Regions from separate parts of the Sus scrofa genome. Here region 2 is linked to region 1. A link is a contact called in public HiChIP or PLAC-seq data. All regions are on one chromosome and are shown on one strand. Each heading gives the region's core, a stretch centred on a gene start, on an enhancer-like site or on the middle of the called end of the contact. The rest is flanking DNA. Distances are from core to core; before and after follow the strand shown.

Region 1 (6,725 bases), core at 2,111-4,610:
AATCTGATTCCTGGCCCAGGAACTCTGTATGCTGCAGGGTGGCCCAAAAAGAAAAAAAGAGAAAGTGAGGAAGGAGGAGAAGCTGGAATAGGAGAAAAAGGAAAAAAAGAAGGACTCTCCTACCCGTATAAGCTTATCTGGTCCTCATTTGACCAATACTTGTAAATAAATAGACATTTTTAAGACAAGTAGGGAAATTTGAATAAGGACTGTGAATTAGATGATATGGGGATTTTTTTTTAGGTGTGATAGTGCCATGTGGTATATAAATATAACATATATGTTACATAAATATAATAGATATATATTTTAAAGTCTTTATCAATTAGAGCTGTGGACCAGAGCTGTGGTATCGTATCTAGGATTTGCTTTACAATACTCCAGAAAAGGGATAAAATCAATGAAATGTTACTAACAAAAAGATTAATGGCTGTTAAGGCTGGTGGTGAGACATAAGCATTCATTACACTTTTCTCTTAACTTTGGCATATTCTTGAAAATTGAGTACCCTTCCAAGTTATATCAACCTTTCACTGTGAATGAGCTATTTTACAACTCTGTATAAGGTATAGAAAATGGGAGAAAATGTAAATTATCCCTGCCCATAAAAGTGTAAATTGTGTCTAGCTGCATATAATCACTGCCTCACGAATAGACATTTTTTTCATCTGTTTGTAAATTCATTCCTTATTTGCCTAGATAATGTGTGGTTCTTTGAATTTTCCTTTGAACCATTGTAATATCTTACTGATTTTCTCATTAACTAATGAGTTAAATAAAATCTTGATACACATTTCATTTTATATTTGTATGAGAATCATGATTCCACTTTTTTTTTAAGTATCCTTCAATAGTATAATTACAGAGTTTTTTCAACAAAAAAAGGCTTGTCAAAATGTTTATGCCTAAGCATAAGGAGGGGAGAGCGATAAATACCCAGCTGTCCCCACCCCATCCCTATTTTCCACCATGTCCCTGATTCCATGAATCAGAGCTTAGGGTTCTTGTGTTCTCCCTAGAACTGTTTTCTAAATAGTGCAGTAGCCCCTCAGAGAAGTGGATGAAACTCCCCCTTCTGTCTTGCTTATTAGTATTCCAGATTGTGCCTCAGAGTCAGTGAAGAAGTGAGGATATGGAGGACATTTTCATAGAAATTTTCTGTAATATGTGATTTAATCTCACCTCAAAAGGATCCTCTTCTGGCTCAGAGAAAAAGGCTTTTTAACCTGAAGCCCCATGTCTTTCTCACAGGATATCTAGTGCCAGAGTTTCTTAGGCTGCCATCGTGTGGCAAACCAGAGTATGAAAGGGAAAAACTTGGACCAAGACAAGGGCAACAAGATACTGTATATAGTTTCCTTTAGCTCAGGTTCTGGAAAAGAATCTGAAAAAGAACATATATGTATACATGCACATACATATATATGTATACACATATAACTGAATCACCACTTTGCTGTACACTAGAAACTAACACATTAGTTACTTCATATACTTCAATTAAAAAAAAAAAAAAGATGAGTACAAGTTGGTGGCATGCCTGCCTGCTTCATAATGGTCACTCTAGAACATGTGCTAGATATGAGGCTATAGAGGGAGCCAAAAACCCCTCAGTCCCTTGCCCTCAAGAAGCTTGCAATCTATAAGAGAGGAGACAGATATTAATTTTCAAAATCACACAAATGCAGGTAAAATTACAACCCTTAAAAAAATGGTCTGAAGGAGCTTTACATAAGTGCTCTGGAAGTAAATAAAAGAACTTCACCAAGGCAGGAAAAGTGGAAAAAGTTTCCCTGAGGATGAGATGATTAAACTGAGGCTCGAGTTCCCATCACGGCCCAGTGGGTTAAGAACCCAATTAGTATCCATGAGGATGTAGCTTCAATTGCTGGCCTCGCTCAGTGGGTTTAGGATCCAGCATTGCCACAAGCTGCAGTGTAGTTCACAGATGTAGCTTGTATCCAGTGTTGCTGTGGCTGTGGCACAGGTGCAGCTCTGATTTGACTCCTGGCCTGGGAATTTCCATACACCACAGGTGTGGCCTTAAAAAATAAAATAAAAAAAACTTGAGGCTTGAAAATAAGGATTTACTGGGTGAAAAAGTGAGGGAAGATGATTTCAGATAAAGGAAAGAGTGCCTGTAAAAACTCTGCAGCAGGAGGAAAGCAAGGGGTACTCTGGTCCAAGATAAGACCAGGGAGGTAAAGAGGGGCCAGCTTAGGCAGGGCCTCAGAAACCATGCATATCAGAGGGTTTTCTTGATTCTCTAAGCAGAGTCAAATCATAAAATGATTTTAAACAAAGAAGCATGACAAAATCAGAGTTACATTTCACAAATATTGCACTAGATATTAGTCTGGGTCCAATCCAGAGACAGAAATTTTACAGCAATTTGAACAGGGAAAGTTTACTATCAAGAATTACTAAAGGGAGTTCCCATTGTGGTGCAGTGGGAAACGAATCCGACTAGTAACCATGAGGTTGCAGGTTTGATCCCTGGCCTCACTCAATCGGTTAAGGATCCGGCACTGCCATAAGCTGTGATGTAGGTCGCAGACATGGCTTGGATCCTGCATTGCTGTGGCTGTGGTGTAGGCTGGCAGCTGTAGCTCCAATTTACCCCAGCCTGGGAACCTCCACATGCCACCCTAAAAAGCAAAATAAATAAATAAATAAATAACGGTTTAACAGGAAGTTGAAGTAACGAGAGACTGGCCTGTAACACATAAACAGAATTCTAAAAAATTCTACAATGATCAGCCACTCCCCAGACCTCGTTGGAGAGGAAACCTCAGTGGGGCCTAGATGGCAGAGAAGCTGCGGAGCTGCATAGGGACCAGAGGAAGCTGTTCAAAGGTCAGGAACTCTCTGGAGGCACTCCCCTATGAAACTGCCCAAAGAGGACACCAGGAGAAGTTTCTGGCTGTTGGGTGCTGTGGGCCAGTGCACTACACTCAGGAACCTGGGGCCAGAGCAGCAATGCACACAGCAGCAACGTGCAGAGGTCAGGACTCTCCAACTGAGGAAAACTTCCTCCTCCTCCAGTGTCTCTCCAGTGCCCTCTACCGACCGCTTAGCATCCTGCCAGCCAACAAAGGAAAAATAGCAGAAGGACACAGCAAAGCAGGCAATGCACAGGGGACTTGAAGCTGAGAGGCCATAAATTGATAACCAGCACACACTGGCCTCCATGTGGTGAGCCTTCTAGAAGAGGAGCAAACAAACCAGTTAGGAGGTACTTAAGTAGTCCAGGAGAAAGAAGAGAAAGTGATAATAACCTACAAGGTGCTGGACAAAATACACTTGGGAGTCCTGCATGGGCTAACAGGAAAGATACCAAATAGCCTGGTTTAGGCCCCTGTGCGCACTGGGCTTGCAGAAGAGAGGCCTCAGAAGGTGTGGCTAAGAGAGCGAAGAGGCTCAGCTGTCACGGGTCCCAGCAGGACGAGAGACTGGCAGCATCAGCCATACTGAACTAATTCTTTGTAAACAAAGGCATAGGAGTAGTATTGTTCCCAAGAGACAGACTTGCCAGGCTTACACAAACACATCAAGTACGATCAAAGCTGCACCCAATCCATGCAAATACTACCACAGCTGGACTTGCAAGAACAGGCCTTGGGGTCTCAAAAGTTACTAAGGGAGTTCCCGTCGTGGCGCAGTGGTTAACGAATCCGACTAGGAACCATGAGGTTGCGGGTTCCATCCCTGGCCTTGCTCAGTGGGTTAAGGATCCAGCGTTGGCCTGAGCTGTGGTGTAGGTCACAGACACGGCTCAAATCTAGTGTTGCTGTGGCTCTGGCGTAGGCCGGTGGCTACAGCTCCGATTAGACCCCTAGCCTGGGAACCTCCATATGCTGCAGGAGCGGCCCAACAAATGGCAAAAGACAAAAAAAAAAAAAAAAAAGTTACTAAGGTAAAGTGAGCATGACTTGTGACAAACCATCACTCTCATTTTTAAAAAGCTTTTAAATGAATCATTGTTTTTCTTCTTTTTTTTTTTCTTTTTTTAACAGCCAGCAAGCCTGGCTTTCTGGTCCTTCACAAAGACCTTCAACTTACCCACTGTCTCAAGATCATCAGCGGGAAAGGGTCCAGATGCAGAAGGTAAAGGGTCACAGCTTATCTGTAAAGAGTCAGCCCCCTCATTTTTCCAAAACATTAGCATCACCAAGTAGTGGAATTTTAGTACCAACTGAGAAGCCAGGGTTGAAGTAACTAAAATCTATTAAACATAAAAATAAACAACAGTATTTAACTGCTCCCTCTGGGCAGCAGGACTGAGGATAGGGAGGGGATGGGGCAGTGATTTTTAAGTGAACACTTCTGTGTGGTTTGATCATTTTTAACCAGGTCTGAAAGGAAAGGAAAGATGTCAAATGGATAAAAGAAAGTTGTTAGATCATTATGACAATGGACTGGAATTATAATTACTCAAAGAAAGCTACTCTTGGGTCTGAAAGTGATTCAAGGACTTATTATCTAAGAGTGGCTAAGTTATAGGTTATGCCTGAAATTGTCAACGGGGAAAGCACATTTCCCCTCTCTTGGCACCCCTTTGATTTCAGCTCTCTCAATACAACAGCAATACAATGCATTCTCAATACAATGGCACTTATAAAAAGAGCACTGAGAAAGAATTACTTAGTATTGATCTCTGCTTGTTTAGCAGAACTAGGATTTAGACAAGTCTGAATCTAGGAATAGCCTTGTTTCCTGAGATAGAGTTAAGCAAGCTCTTTTATTTCCATAAAGTTTTTGGAGTTCCCATTGTGGCTTAGTGGTAATGAACCCAACCAGTATCCATGAGGACACAGGTTTGATCCTTGGTCCCGCTCAGTGGGTTAAGGATCCAGCATTGCCCCATGAGCTCAGATTTGGCATTGCTATGGCTGTGGAGTAGCCCAGCAGCTGAAGCTCCAATTCTCCTCCTAGCCTGGGAATTTCCATATGCTGCAGGTGTGAACCTAAAAAGAAAAAAAAAAAAAGTATTTATTCACTTCTTGTAGTTCGATTTTGATAATGCTGCAACACTACTCCAAACCTCTTCCTATTTTGGAGGTGTGAGTCAGTTGTGAAAAAACCATCCTGGTGGATTTGCAAAGAAGGACCTGGCTTAAAGCTTAAATCCATCATCCTGCCCATAAAGAAGATATAAAAGGGTCAGAGTAAAGTTTGGAAGGGGTTGGATGATTTCTTTAGAGAGTCCTGCTAACCCTCCAACCAGAGATGGTAGGTGTGAGAGGCCTACCTCTCTAACTTCAAGCTTAACAAGGGGCCTCCAAAAAAGCACCCTAAGAGCTTACAGTTCAGTTGTCCCAATGGATCGCTGACTTCCACCTGGGAAATGTGGAGAACAGCAGAGTCTTCCTCACTAGCTGATTCTTTTTCTTGCAGTCTTTCAGAGGTTCTTCCTGCAGTGCCTTTCCTCCAGCAAGCCCCCGATTACAAACCCCCTGGCAACCTCCCCTCCTAACAGTTCAGCTCTAGGCTCTCTGCTGAGGTCTCCTCACCTCTGAGAAAGACCCTTAAGGAAAGTTCTTTTCCAAGAGCTAACCACCATGCCAGCTCCCTACCGCAGACCCACTTGGCACAGAGGAAATTCCTCTCATTATGTGAGAAAAACTCTTCTCTCATTATAACTACAATTTGTTCATAACCTTATTCAACCCAGGGAAGGAAACTGCATTTGTCCCACTTGCAAGGCCTTTAATTAACATCTTGGCCACCAGCTATAAATAACAATTCAAAGACAGGATATCGGTACTTCCACTACAAAGAGACCAAAACACACACACACACACACACACACACACACACACACACACACACACATACACACACACACACACACTTTAGATTTCTGGTTTGCAGTCGAGGCTGCAAAATATTCCACCGTGTGTGTGTATACATATCTTTTTTAATTGCCACACCCAAGGCTTGCGGAGTACCTGGGCCAGGGATGGAACCCGTGCCACAACAGCCATTGGAGCCACAAAAGTGACAATGGCGGATCCTTAACCCACTAAGCCACCAGGGAACTCCACTATGCGTACACAGCTATATTTTAATTAACCAATTCCCTATTGATAGGCTGTTAAATTACTACCAACTTAATTTATTAACACAATTCGTGCAAACCAAACTGCAGAGTCACCTGGGACTCCAGTCAGGCAGGAGCTAGGATTCTAAGACAGCAGGAGAAAGAAACTCGACACCAAGCAGGCCTCTGCGCCTGCGCACTGGAGCCGACTCATTGCCCCAGCAGCACGCATGCATCAACCAGGCAGCGGATTTCACGTCCCTTTTCCCTGCTCCCGTAAGCCACCTGGGAGAAAGGTAGCTTTCACTCCTCCTGCTTCCCAGCGGAACCTGTTTCCACAGGGTTAAGGGGGTACTTCTGCAACAGCCCAGTCCTGGAGGAGAACGCCACCAAAGTACCTCCCGGCCGGAAGGGTGCATTCATCCGCCTACCTGGGGACTGGGCTGGGTTCCGGGGAGGAAGGGAGCCTATCAGAGCCAAGGACCCGCCCCCTTAGCATCACTGGTTCGGGACAGGTGCGGTGGTATTGTACTCAATGATTTGTAAGGGTTAAAGAAAACACTGAAAGTTCCTGATGCTTAAAGAGCATAAATTAGTTGTGGCTATTGTTACTGCTTCCATGTCTACTCATTTTCCTTCGGGCGATAGTAGTAGTTTGATTCCACCTCTCCCAAGATTCATC
Region 2 (6,418 bases), core at 2,162-4,661, 450 kb before region 1:
TACAAGTCTTAGCCTGTAGGTAACAAAAGGAGGAGGCAATGACACATAACTCCAAACTCACATTATCCCTCTCACTAAAGGATACCACAGTCTCACAAGCCTTGCCTCATTCTTTCTATGAAGCAGCAAATGTGTAATAGATGATCATTGCACTTGTGAGGGGAGAAGCTGAGGCACAGGGCATGGAAAACTCTTCAGCTCAATCTGATCTGGATCTAGATGCCAGGCCCTCAGCCCTTGACTCAGGCCCCACACCCATTTGTATCTTCTACTTCAAACGGGCCATTTTATTAACCAACTAGAATTATAATCTTTATTTTATATTCCTACACCTACCAAAATTAATGTAACAATGCCACTTCTACTGTGAACACAACGCATTGACTTTACTCTGCAGTCACCTCCTCCATCTGTCAACCCTCGCTGTACTGTCAACCCTGAAGGAGACAGGACCCATCTTCAGGGAACTCACATTAGCACCTGGCCCTCTGCTAGCTCTGCTCCATCTGTGGACTCCTTTAGTCCTTACAAAGTTCCTGTCAAACTGGAATTCTCACCCTCTGATGACAGAGAAGGCCAAGGCTCAGAGAAAATAAGACTTCGCCCAGGACAATGAAGCTAGCAAGTGGCAGAGCTAGAATCAGCACCTATGTATTCATCTTTACTTCATGTTTTCCAGACTCTCTGTAATGGGTTTTGGGAGGACCAGAACTCCCTCTGTAAACTAGGCCCACATCTGGGCTATTCTATTGCTGGTACACAGTCATCTGCTTTTCATGTTGGGGGGGACACTCCGGCAACTTTATTTTTATTAGAATTCATTACAACTATTTAATGTTTTCTAAATATTAACTTTTCCTACTTCGGAGAAGTGAATAAATATAGATTTCACAACAAACAGAGAAAAAGCTCCTACCCATTGCCATATTGATTGCTATACCATGAGGCCTTCGGGGATAAAGACAGAACTGTGTTTACCACAGTGTGGGATATTAGTCACTTCTGGCTGCTCCTCTACATCCTTGGAAAGAGGCCAGTATCAATGACTCTCATGCTGTGAGACCTTTGAGAACACACACTGCCAGAGCTAATGAGGGGTAGGTTTAAAGGAGAAAAAATAATCAACTGGCACCCCAAGAAATTGTCATCACTGAAAACATGATGACGGGAGAGAAGTCGGTCTTCACAAGTATGCTTGCAGCTATTTACCAACTAAAACATTTCTCTTTTTTTGAGATTTTTATTTTTTCTATTATATTTGATTTACAATGATCTGTCAATTTCTGCTATATGGCAAAGTGATCCAGTTATACATACATTTTTTCTCACATTATCTTCCATCATATCCCATCACAAGTGATTAGATATAGTTCCCTGTGCTATACAGCAGGATCTCATTGCTTATCCACTCCAAATGCAATAGTTTGAATCTACTAACTCCAAACTCCCAGTCCATCCCACTCCCTCCCTCTCCCCCTCAGCAACTACATGTCTGTTCTCCATGTCCATGAGTTTGTTTCTTTTCTGTAGATAGGTCATTTGTTCCATATACTAGATTGGAGAATAGACTTGTGGTTGCCAGGAGGGAAGGAGAGGGACTGGGAGGGACTGGGAGCTTGGAGTAAATAGATGCAGAATGTTGCCTTTGGGATGGATTAGCAATGGGATCCTGCTGTGTAGCACTGGGAACTCTGTCTAGTCACTTATGATGGAACACGTAATGTGATAAAAAAGAATGTGTACATCTATGTGTAACTGGGTCACCATGCTGTGCAGGAGAAAAAGTACATATATATAAGGAAATAAAAAAAGATTTCAGATATAAGTGATATCATATGGTATTTATCTTTCTGACTTACTTCACTTAGTACGAGAGACTCTAGTTCCGTCCATGTTGCTGCAAGTGGCATTATTCTGGTGTTTTGTTTTTTTTTTCTATTTTATTTTCCCACTGTACAGCAAGGGGGTCAGGTTATCCTTAGATGTATACATTGCAATTACAGTTTTTATTCTGGTTTTTTAATGGTCAAGTAGTATTCCATTATGTATACGTACCACATCTTCTTAATCCATTCATCTATTGATGGACATTTAGGTTGTTTCCAAAGGCACTGAATCAAGGAGGCAAATGGTGCTGAAATACAGCTTACTCTCTGCTCAGCAAGACATGCACCCCAAATGCAGGCCTACTTCCACCCAGAGGAACTGACACCTTCTGAAAGGAACCAAGGCAGAGTGTCATTGAGTAAATTCTATTTTCCTTTAATCATCTCCCATCTATTTCTGTCCAAGTAATTTTTATTTCTTATTCCTCCAACTTCCATTCCTTCTGGCTTGTGCTCCTCTTTTCTCCTGACTTCTCTCACCAGGAAGTCCTTCCAACAGCTTGTTTAAACCACCATTATGCCTCTCCTGGCTAGTTGCTTCCTCTCTTGTCTCTATGTATTTCCCAAGTGCAATGTGCAGAATGCTCCTCCATCCTGTCTGACACGCAGTCTGCCAAAGAATGTCACCTCTCAGACTGCCATTAAGGCCTCAAGGGAACAGGTGCTGTGAAGAGAGCCAGGCACTATCACTAAGAAACCCAGTAACCATATTCAAGTCCTCACCACTGAATTATGACTTATAAAAATAACCACACAACCCACTTTCACACATAAAAGTATATAAAGCTCTTAGAAGCAAATGTAACAGAATAAATGCAATTCATCAAGAAAGACATACACCTAGCCGACCGAAAATTGAATGAGGAGGAGGGGATTTATTGGTGAAAGATTCAATAGCAACAAGTAAATGTAAAGAAATTGGAACCTTCACAAAGCAATAAAAACAGCGTAATATCAGGAGAAAAGAGAACATTGTCATGCGAAGCATGTATTTAATGGCATCAAATAGGATCAGCAAAGGAGAACCCAGAAGTCTATTTTTGCTCCCAGTTTTAACAGATCCACTGAGATCGGTCTCTGATTTGATGAACATACCTGCACTTATTTTCTCAACTCCAATGCTGACAGTATAAGCTATTTCTATAAACGTGATGTTTTTTCAGGGCTTTCCGGGTACTTGGCAACATGCAAGCGGTATCTCGTGTCTTAAAGGGAAGTGGGCTGGTGATAAATGGTGAAGGTAGAAGAGAGAGTAATTATTCCCCCACTGACTCTGATTCACCTGCCACTAGGGGCTGTGAAAGGCCCCTAGAGGTAAGGGGAAGAGGAGGATGTGAGGGTGCGAAAAGCTGAAGTAATTTACACCCACTTAGAGGTGAGTGAGAAGAACTGAAGCTGATTAAAAAGTAGCAGAGAAATTTCTCTAATTCCCTACCTCCTCAGTCACAGCACATACTATCTACTTTGGTATTTTATCTGCAGTTTCTGGCCTGCCTCCTCTTCCCAGCACAGCCGTCTGAAATAAGCCACAAGCCACAGCTGTGTTGATATACAGGCCTGACCAGACTCCCCTGCTGCTTCTTTCTTCATGGAGAACCTGCCAAGAGAACCTGGCAGGAGGGGAAAACTGCTAAGTGGGAAGATGAAAACAACTGCACCAGACTGTAATGGCAAGGATCCTAAGGATCTCCCTTAGGATGCAGGTGTCCCTTGATGCTTTCCTCAAGAAAGGACCCCCGCAGAGGAGGACCTGCAACCTCTAAGCCAGAGGTGACTCAGAGGAGGAGGAAAACATCTTCCTCATCTAATAACCTACCTGATTCAGGAACACAAGCCGACAGAATATAAACTCCAGATCAGCAGCTCTCAGGGAGCACCAGGCAGAGCCATCCTGCAGGCTCCATTTAGGTAGAGGATAACATTTCATTGACCTTGAGGAGGGTCGTATAAGCCAGAGAAAAAGAAACACACTCCATAGAGGAAAAAAACCTGGGTCAATAAGCCTGGCAGATGGAAATGAGGCAATTCTTCCGACATGGGTTTGAAATCGTAGGAAGTAAATAAACGTGGTGGGATACAGTGGAAAGATGTTCAGATGTTCCCATTATCAAATCACCTATTTAGGATGAGTGTTCCAAGTGGGAACTGATGAAGCCCTCGTTTGGGTGACCATCAATTAGTACTTGCTCCTAGGGAAATACATCTAGGGAATTTTTCATTCATTTTAAGGATCCCTGTAGGCTGACCCCATGGAGCGATGCAGCTGTAAGTTCACTAGCCAAGAAGTCAGGGTTGACTTCAATTAATAAGCAGGGCTTGGTGTTCTTTACACCTCTGTCGCCTCATCTATAAAATGAGGGGAGTGGTTAGGTCACAAACTTGACTCCTAAGTGATCTTGTTGTACGGAAGGCCAAACCCAGTTCTCAATATCAGCTCAGACACCCTCTGGGGTTTTTCTCTCCTCTGCTTCTCCTGTCTACAAACACCACGCCCAGCCCCACCACTTCCCCTTTGCTTTTGCTCTTCTCTTGAACTACAGCTTAAATCCATCCCTACTCCCTTCCAAACTCTTAGTCATTTACTATACTCTCCATACGTTATCCCCAGCTGCTCTGATACCTGACATTCTTTGCAGAATTTCTTTTCTTACAGACCATATCACTTAGCACTATATTATCTGATGCTCTCCTCAAATTATTTTCTATGACCTAGGCTTGTCATAGAGATTTAATCATCTGTTAAATTCCTTACTTCTTAAACTGCTCTATTATTTATGGTACATTAATACAGATTTGGAGTCTATTTAACTTGACACAAGTAGAAACTATGATTTGATACCAACCTCATTTTCATCCACTAGAAGAAAACTCCTGCACATTTCCTAGAACTCCAAACCTAAACTTTAGTTGTTTACATTGTGCGATTTCCTTGACTATTCTTGAATATTAGTAGTTCAAATCTTTGCATTTTTTTTTTCTTTTTATGGCCATGCCTGCAGAATATGGAAGTTTCCCGGCTAGGGGCTCAGTCAGAGCTGCAGCTGCAGGCCTATGTCACAGCAGCTATACTGGATATGAGCCACATCTATGACCTATGCTGAAGCTTGCGCCAATACAGGATTCTTAACCCACTGAGAGAGGCCAGGGATTGAACCCACATCCTCATGGACACTATGTTCAGTTCTTAATCTGCTGAGCCACCATGGAAACTCCAAATATCTGAACATTTTCAATGTGCCAGTTCTATGTTCTCAATGCCTTGTAAGCATCATCTCACTTAATTCTCACTGCTACTCAATCAAGTAGATGGTATTATTGACCCAGTTTTAAAGATGGAGAAAATGAGGCACAACGAGGTTAAACAGCTTGCCCAAACTCATAGAGTAATAAAGGGTAGAGCTGGAACTTGAACGCAGCTTGTCTAAATTCAGAGCTTGGGTTTATAACATTCATATAATACTACTATACTGCTTCAGTGTGATTTTACTGTAGTTTCCTTTACTTCCCTACAGGGAGAACAGTAGGCATAAAACAGAGTCATCCTTCTCTGAATATGAAGCTGTCTTATTATTTAGGCTAAAAACATTGAGTAACAGTGATATTTACTATTTGCTGCTCACCTTATGCCAGGCATGAATATAAGTATTTACATATGTTGTATCACTTAATCCTGATTGCCTAAAACGAATCATGTAAATATCATGTATAGTAAATACAAATATTATTCCTTTAAAAAAAAAGTAAAATAATCGAAGCTTAAACTCAATTATCAATCTAAAGCCAAAAGTTTTTAGATGGTGAAGCTGGAATTCAAACCCAGTCCCACTTGATACTAGACACTAAATTCAACCTCTAAACTATCCTGCTTTCTCCTATCATCTATTATAGTGCTTAAATGACTTAATACAAGTTTTCTTTTAGAATGGATATGAAATCAGGGGAAAATAATTAAATTTGTTCTAACCAGCAGTTCAACACTACACTTATTAAAAGGAAATGGCATTAAAGTGTAAGTTTCAAAAGTATATAGTATATAAGGAGATGGGTGCTTTGTGCAGTAAGGGGTATTGATGGAGAAACTCCATGTAGATAAAAATTAAAAAAAAAAAACACTTTTTTATTCCTAAGACTGCTATTCAAGATTATCTTTCTGTAATACAGTTTCCTAAATGAAATTTGGTCCCAAGGGATTTATATCGCAGTTAACACTAATTCAGTTACATGGTTTTGCAGTATGATTGAATCTATCTGATGGTCAAACTTAGACTTAAAATAACAAGCATAAGGAGCTCCTGTTGTGGCTCAGAAGGTTAGGAACCCAACTAGTATCCATGAGGATGCGGGTTCAAGCCCTGACCTCGGTTAAAAGGTTCCGAAATTGCCACAAGTTGTGGTGCAGTTTGCATAAGCGGCTCAGATCCCACATTGCTGTGGCTGTGGTGTAGGCTGGCAGCTGCAGCTCCTATTTGACCCCTAACCTGGGAAATTCCACATGCCACAGGTGCGGCCTTAAAAACAAACAAACAAAAAGA

Evidence for each region. HiChIP or PLAC-seq counts read pairs in DNA pulled down with a chosen protein or histone mark.
Region 2: a contact with region 1 is called in an H3K27ac HiChIP or PLAC-seq map of skeletal muscle, with 4 times the contacts expected there. The contact joins two enhancer-like sites. A contact is called at or near these places in 2 of 47 Hi-C or Micro-C datasets (embryonic fibroblasts and skeletal muscle) and 1 of 2 datasets of contacts at active chromatin or transcription factors (skeletal muscle).

What each region holds. Positions count from the first base shown.
Region 1 is chr1:242,329,301-242,336,025 of Sscrofa11.1, reverse strand. No RefSeq gene overlaps it. Among named protein-coding and RNA genes, the nearest start is that of CAVIN4, 23 kb to the right of the region's middle. Within about 2 kb of position 3,360, at least 10 of the 83 cell types and tissues checked have an H3K27ac peak or open chromatin away from gene starts, as enhancers often do. A contact at or near this core is called in skeletal muscle, where this site is marked.
Region 2 is chr1:242,778,519-242,784,936 of Sscrofa11.1, reverse strand. All of the region lies in intron 1 of PLPPR1 (phospholipid phosphatase-related protein type 1), which reads right to left. Among named protein-coding and RNA genes, the nearest start is that of PLPPR1, 99 kb to the right of the region's middle. Within about 2 kb of position 3,411, at least 1 of the 83 cell types and tissues checked has an H3K27ac peak or open chromatin away from gene starts, as enhancers often do. A contact at or near this core is called in skeletal muscle, where this site is marked.